Regions from separate parts of the Sus scrofa genome. Here region 1 is linked to region 2. The links are chromatin contacts, called in public Hi-C maps. All regions are on one chromosome and are shown on one strand. The core of a region is the stretch at or near the end of the contact, and the rest is flanking DNA. Distances in the headings are between cores, read along the strand shown.

Region 1 (3,480 bases), core at 293-2,792, 140 kb after region 2:
GTATTTGAGGCATCTCAGACATTGAGGTCTCTCTCTCAACCACTTTGTTCTGCTCTTGTGGCATAAAAGCAGCTGTAGGCAATAGGAGACAAGACAATCTGTAAATAGTGTGTGTGCCTGTATTCCAATAAATCTTTATTGACAGACACAGGCTGGTTGGATTAGGCCTGCTGGTTATAGTTTGCTGACCTCTGCATACACTGTCCTTTAAGCCCACATATATGTAATATGTATAATAATATATTTTTTATTTTATTTTATGTTATTTGCTTTTTAGGTCTGCACCTGCAGCATATGGAAGTTCCCAGGCTAGGGGTCGAATAGGAGCTGCAGCAGCAGGACTACGCCACAGCGGACAGGGATACAGGATCCAAGCTGAGTCTGCGACCTACACCACAGCTCATGGCAACACCTGATCCTTCAACCCACTGAACGAGGCCAGGGATTGAACCTGCATCCTTATGGATCCTAGTCGGTTTGTTAACTGTTGAGCCACAAAGGGAACTCCATGTATTATAATATAAATGTAACATATAACACACACACACACAGTGGTTTTTAAAAATGACATCATAAAGAGATTACTAGATATCCTTTCAGATAATGGAGCCTCTGGGGACTGTCTGTCCTATAGAGCATGGATATTCAATTGCTCCAGAGGGAGCAAAATTATTTCTTTAGAGGTGGGGGAAAAACTTAGCTAATGCATGGTTTGTGGCTCTCCAAATTTCAGCTCTACTCAACAAACTCTTATTCCTTAGTATTTAATTTGGAGGAGGAGAGTGTTAGGTAAAAATGTCTAAAAAGTCTCCTTAGGAAGGTAATAATGAAAAAACTATTGAGGAGCATTGCTATATGAAACTTTGATTAGGATTTTTTTTAACTCCATAGTCAGTAGATAACTGACATTATTGTAAAGGCAAATAATTCTTGTCTATAGTCTTGCAAATGACTTCTGTGCAGTGGAGAGACCACCTCCATCCCCACTACCATCACCAAGAAAAAGCCAGGTTGTGTCCATCTGTAGGTTTACCACAGTGTTCATTAACCCCATGTAAATCTATGGTTCTTTAGCTTCTCCTTTGAGTCAGTTGAAACACTTGCCTGGTTCCCTCATTTAATAATAATGAGTTAAGTAATCATCTTTGACAACTGTATACTTTATATCTTATGAGGGTCATAGTTTTATCTTTTCAAAAAGAACAGTTCACAATTTCCACTGGTTTGTAACGATTCGCTTTCACTTGGCAGTATATCAAAATTCTTTCCATAACATTACATAGTTTGGAGATTGTAACTATTTACTAAATGAACAAGTCAATTTTAAATGATATTTTATTGTTGGAAAACAATGATTAATCATTTTATGAACAAGCGTAGATTCTTCTCTTAAAAAACACGGAGAATATGGGAAGCCATAAAGTGTGTCAAAAGCCTGTTACTTAATTTTTTTGGCATGCTGCGTGTTTGCCTTCAGTTCCACGTTGCCTTTTTTGAGGACGTGGGCCAGTGGACAGAGAGGCCAACACTATTTTCATGGCTCTGTTTGTTGACAGAAGGTTGCATGTGTCACTACTATGAATCTAAGATCATTTTGGGGACAGCACTGTGCCCTGGCCACCTCAGAGGTGCCCATGAGGTGTAGGACATTGAGTACAAGCCCATGCTTTACTTGGCTCAAGTGCTTGGTCAAGATTCCGGTTTGGCTTGCAATTGATTTCAGGAACGCGGTAAGGCCACTGTTTTTCTGGGCTCTGTGTTACATTGCCAACTCTTTATCCTCTTGGTATACAGACACCAACTTCTAACTCCTATATAAATGCTTTTTATAATTTAAAAATCTTAAAGTCTAAACAGAAGTTTTAGAACTGGATCCTGTTAGATTTATGTCTAATCTGTTAAACTCTTGTTAAGCCTGCCTCCCGTTGGACTTCCTTTGTGCTCCCTCCCTCAGTGTCTCAGTCTTTAAAACTGCCAAGTGAATGGGCAGCAAGTGCCAGTTCTTAGAATAATGTTTCTTACTTCCTTTCAGGAAACCAAATAAATAAATGTTTTATACACAGAGGGGAAGGCAAAAGGTAAGATAATATCAGTCCTACAAAGTGGATTCTAGTTATAGGACTGGGTAAGTGAGACAGAAGTCACCTCCCCCAGGATCCCATAAAAATTGTTATGAATCTGCAGCAGTGGTATAGCTAATCTGTTAACATTGTTTTCTCATTCTGTTGCAAAAAGTATAAAATGCAGCACTTTCAAGATCAACCAGCACTTTATAAAATGATGCCAAATTACCTCCAGAGGCAAGAAAGATGATCTAGATCTCTGATTTTAAAATTTCTAAGTTTTGACTTTGGGTAAAATCTGTTTAACGTTTTGGGATACAATCCTTTGGCAAATGTCTGCAATTCCTTTAGTAATCTCCCTGCCTACAGCAGCGGCTAAATGAAGCACTTGCTTTTTTATATGATAATGGCTTTTATCTTTATTATATAATCATATCCTGAAAATTAATACCAGTATAGCAACTCCATTAAAAACAAGCAGAGAAACTAGCCCTAAAGTCAAAATACCTATTACAAGCGTACCCAACCTCACTAACAACACAATTGCCAATTACAGTTGGGTGGGTTCATGTGTTTGTTTTAAAATCCTAACCATTTGTAGGTGTACAGTTCAGTGGCATAAAATACCTTCCCATCGTTGTGCAAAGAGCACCATCATCCATTTCCAGAACTTTCCGAGCTCTCCTCAGCCCCTGGCATGCACCATTGTACTCTCTGTTTCCATGAATTTGGACATTCTCGGTAACTCATATTAGAGAAATCATACAATATTTGTCCTTTTGTGACTGGCATATTTTTCTTAATTTCCTTAAGGTTCATCTATGTAATACCATATGTCAGAATTCCCCTCCTTTTTAAGACTGAATACTATTCCATTGTACACATATATGTACTACATTTTGCTTGTTCATTTATCTGTTCATTAAAACTCGAGTTCCTTCCATCTTCTGGCTATTGCGAATAATACTGCTCTGAACATGAGTATACAAGAACCTATTCAAGTCACTGATTTCAATTATTTTGAATAGATACCTCAAAGTGGAATTATTGGATCATATGGTAATTCTGCTTCTAATTTTTTGGTGAACTGTTGTGCTGTTTACTATAGTGGCTGTACCATTTTACATTCTCACAATAGATTCCAGTTTCTCTACATCCTTGCCAACACTTGCTATTTTCTATTTCTTTTTATAGTAGCTCTCTTAATGGGTGTAAAGTGGTATCTCAATGTAGTTTTAATTCACATGTCCCTAGTGATTAATGATGTTGAGCATCTTTCCATCAACTTATTGGACATTCATATCTTTGCTTTTTATTCAAGTCCTTGGCCATTTTAAAATCAGATTGTTTGCCTTTTTGTTGTTGGCTTTAAGCACTGGTATTTGTATACACATGTGGAAGATTAAGTTCAATGAGC
Region 2 (3,380 bases), core at 142-2,641:
CTTGGATTGTTTGTTGTAGTTCTGTGAAAAATATCATGGGTAATTTGATAGGGATTGCATTGAATCTGTAGCGTTCCTTAATTATTGATATCCAATATCCCATAGTTAGTCCTTTTTCCTTTTAATGCTGTAAGAAATTGGGAACATGCAATACAAACCAAATCACACTTGTCTATAGCAGATATCGCTAACTGATTTTTGACAGTTTTCTCTGATTCCTGATGCTATCCTAGAATTCTCAAATGTTCTTCAGGCAACAATCAAGTGATCAGAGTTTGCAGATGAGAAGAAACTTATTCCATTTCTCTATTACATGCCCATCTTGAAAGAGCTCATCAGTAATCATGACTCAAAGTTTCAAAAATCCTGGGGCTTATTCATTAATGTTTTCAGCACATTGCATAATGCCTGGAAAACATGGCTTAAGTTGGATAAATATTTGAAGAACAAATGCTAAAATGTTTGATAAGTTAACAACACCTAGGTGTGTTCTGACATGTGTTGAGTGCTTGAATGCAAATAAAATCAAAATTTAAGTGGTCCTAGAGAATATACAAAGTAGTGACAATTTTACAATGAGGTACCTTCTGAGAAATTTTATTTCTGAACAAAACTTACTTTTTATACAACACTTTATAATTATTTTCAAATAAGTAAACTTAACATCTGTTCAATAATAAGAAACACCCAAGGGGGCTGTGGAAGCTTTCATTAGGAGTTTGAGGAGTAGGTAGTGAGCTAATCCAGCAGGCTGTTTTCCTCAAAGTTATAAATTTCAATTCAGTGGCTAGTAAGAATAAAATGTACTTTCTATTTATCCCTAGCCAAGGTTAAAGTAGTAGCACGTAACTTTACACTGTACTTTGTAACCTTTTGAAAGAATTATAAATCCTCAGTAATCTGGGTTACGGACTGATTTTTTTTCTGAAAATTGATTAAGTAAATAAATCTCTAAACTATTTATAACAAAGACACTTCCAATGTAACATATTTATAGAAGGAGAATAAAATGTTATAAACTTCAAGGCTGATTTTTCTCCTTCCTCATTGTCTCATTTTTAGGTTGATCAAAGAGGAGAATTATTTTACACCAGGGAAGTATTTTCCACTGAGGTAATATTACCTAAAATGTATTTATTTATTTATGTACTACCTTTATGATTTTTCTGTATTCTATAAAAGCCCAATATTACCTAGCACACAGTGCTAAATAAATGTTAGCAGTTATGATTGTATGTTATCAAAGATGCTTGGCTTAAGTTGAGGGTGAGAATTGTAAATTTTTCAAGGTATGTAATTATGCAGTCCAAAATGTGACCTACCCGCTCATATAGCATTTATGCTAGTGCACATTCAGTTTCAGGGTGTAACCAGAGAGCTCCAGCACAGAGGTGGGGTATAAGAGCCCAGGTCAGGAGGGCAGCTTGTTTATCACGTATCGATTTTCTTGTGCTGGTATTAACCAGCTTTTTCTGTAAAGGGTCTGTTGATAAATATTTGGGGTTTTGTGGCCATATGGTTTTTGTTGCAACTACTCAACTTTGCTGTAGCAGTGCAAAAGCAACCACAGATAATCCATAAATGAATGAATGTAGCTGTGTGCCAGTAAAATTTTATAAAAATAAAATTCTGGATTTGTACCAGGGATCATAGACCCCCTACTCCAGTGGTGTGGTTTTGGTGCTCAATTAGTTTTCTTACTCCTGTAGATTTTTTTTCATCTTATTTTGCTGTTTCATCCTGTGCATGTGTGTTTGAGGAGTGTGTGTGTGTATGTGTGTGTGTGTGTGTGTGTGTGTGTGTGCATGCCCCCCATTGCTACATGATTAATTTTTATCTCCCTCATTTTTAACGTGGACTGAACTTCAATTTGCTCTGATATAGGTACATTTTTCTGGACACTTCGCACCTTATTTGAGATTTGTTTCTCTTCCATTCAAAGTATGGTTTATAGGCTGCATATTGAGATGGGAGCTACATGCAGTCTTTATTGGAAGACTTGAGCTCTGTTCTATGATCTGAGGTTATGTTAAATATTCTGTAACGGAGATCAGTTAAACTAGTTAGGAGTATATTTTACTTTTGGACAGATTCTCTCGGGCTTTAGTGGATTTTTCTGTTCCTCGCGGAGCCCTGGAAAATGGTAAAGTCTGGAGTCTTAACTCCCCCTTTTATCACCTATGCTCACCTATGCACGCCTTTGCTTCACTTAGCTCCAAGTTGTGGGAAGTGTTGGCAAGAATTTTCTGGACGTATTTAATCAAAAATGTTGGTGCAATATTTTTTTCTGGTAAATGGGAACAGGATTAGTAGACATTCTCTATCCCTCTTATTTCTTTCTTCTTTTTTTTCTCAGATGCCTCTTTTCAAAGTCTATGGCATTAGGCTTTGACTCTTTCCTTGAATGCTAACTGAGGACTTGTTTTTCTTCTTGCTATTCACGTTGTTTATTTGCCTATTTTATTTATTCTCGAGCAGAATAGTATGGTGGTTAAAGACGCAAGCTCTGGGTTTAGACCGCTTGGGATCAAATCTCAGGTCTACCAATTACTGGTTCTGATTTGTGCTTCAGTTTCTAGATCTGTAAAATGAGATAATAATAGTATTGTTTATTTCATAATGGCATTATATTATTGAATGAAATGATTTGTGTAAAAGTATAATACCTGTCACATATTAAACACTATCTAAATTTTAAATATTATTTATCTATGTTTTTGAATTTTTTTTGTTTTAACAAATATTGTGATAGGTGATTTTGCTGTTTGATTCCCTCTGCCATATTGACCTTCTGCTATACCATTTGCGAAAATCTATAGTCACTCTTTAGTAGAAAATAAACCTCAACAGCTTATAACAAACTGTGCTATAATCACGTGTATACAGTAGAAGAAGCAGAAAGAAAAAAGGCATTTAATATGCTTAATAAATAAGCAAATTGGAAAGAGTTAGCTTTGCAGCTTTGCTTACAAATGAAATTAATTCATTTTCAACTCTGGGTAGACTTGATTTATTCTGCCAGCCTGGCTCATGTATGACTTGACTCACTTCAGAGCATACACTTTCGGCTTTGTTTTGTCTGTTTTTCTCAAATCAAAGCTCTCCAAATCCTCTCTCCTGACCTTGTCCTTTGGGCACAAATGTCTTTTCTCATCTCTTGCCACCTGGAACGATACTGGTTCCACTCTTTACTTTATTTCCCCCGTAATGGAAGCCTTTGTACTCCTGGCTTGAAATGGCAGAGAGGTTGGTTATGACATGTTTATATTTTCACCCAGAATTTTAGGTTCAGACTTTGTCCTTCATTTAATTTGATTCTGGGGTTTAGGGTGAAAGGAGTCTATGAAAATCAAGAACACTGGCTCCTCAGAAATCTCTTA

Evidence for each region. A called contact is a pair of places that touch in the nucleus more often than the background predicts.
Region 1: a Hi-C map of liver shows a contact between it and region 2, with 4 times the contacts expected there. The contact joins two enhancer-like sites. A contact is called at or near these places in 1 of 5 promoter capture datasets (liver), 4 of 47 Hi-C or Micro-C datasets (epiblast stem cells and liver) and 1 of 2 datasets of contacts at active chromatin or transcription factors (alveolar macrophages).

Annotation. Positions count from the first base shown.
Region 1 is chr9:126,682,084-126,685,563 of Sscrofa11.1, forward strand. No RefSeq gene overlaps it. Among named protein-coding and RNA genes, the nearest start is that of HMCN1, 170 kb to the right of the region's middle. Within about 2 kb of position 1,543, at least 12 of the 83 cell types and tissues checked have an H3K27ac peak or open chromatin away from gene starts, as enhancers often do. A contact at or near this core is called in liver, where this site is marked.
Region 2 is chr9:126,538,565-126,541,944 of Sscrofa11.1, forward strand. No RefSeq gene overlaps it. Among named protein-coding and RNA genes, the nearest start is that of IVNS1ABP, 61 kb to the left of the region's middle. Within about 2 kb of position 1,392, at least 2 of the 83 cell types and tissues checked have an H3K27ac peak or open chromatin away from gene starts, as enhancers often do. A contact at or near this core is called in liver, where this site is marked.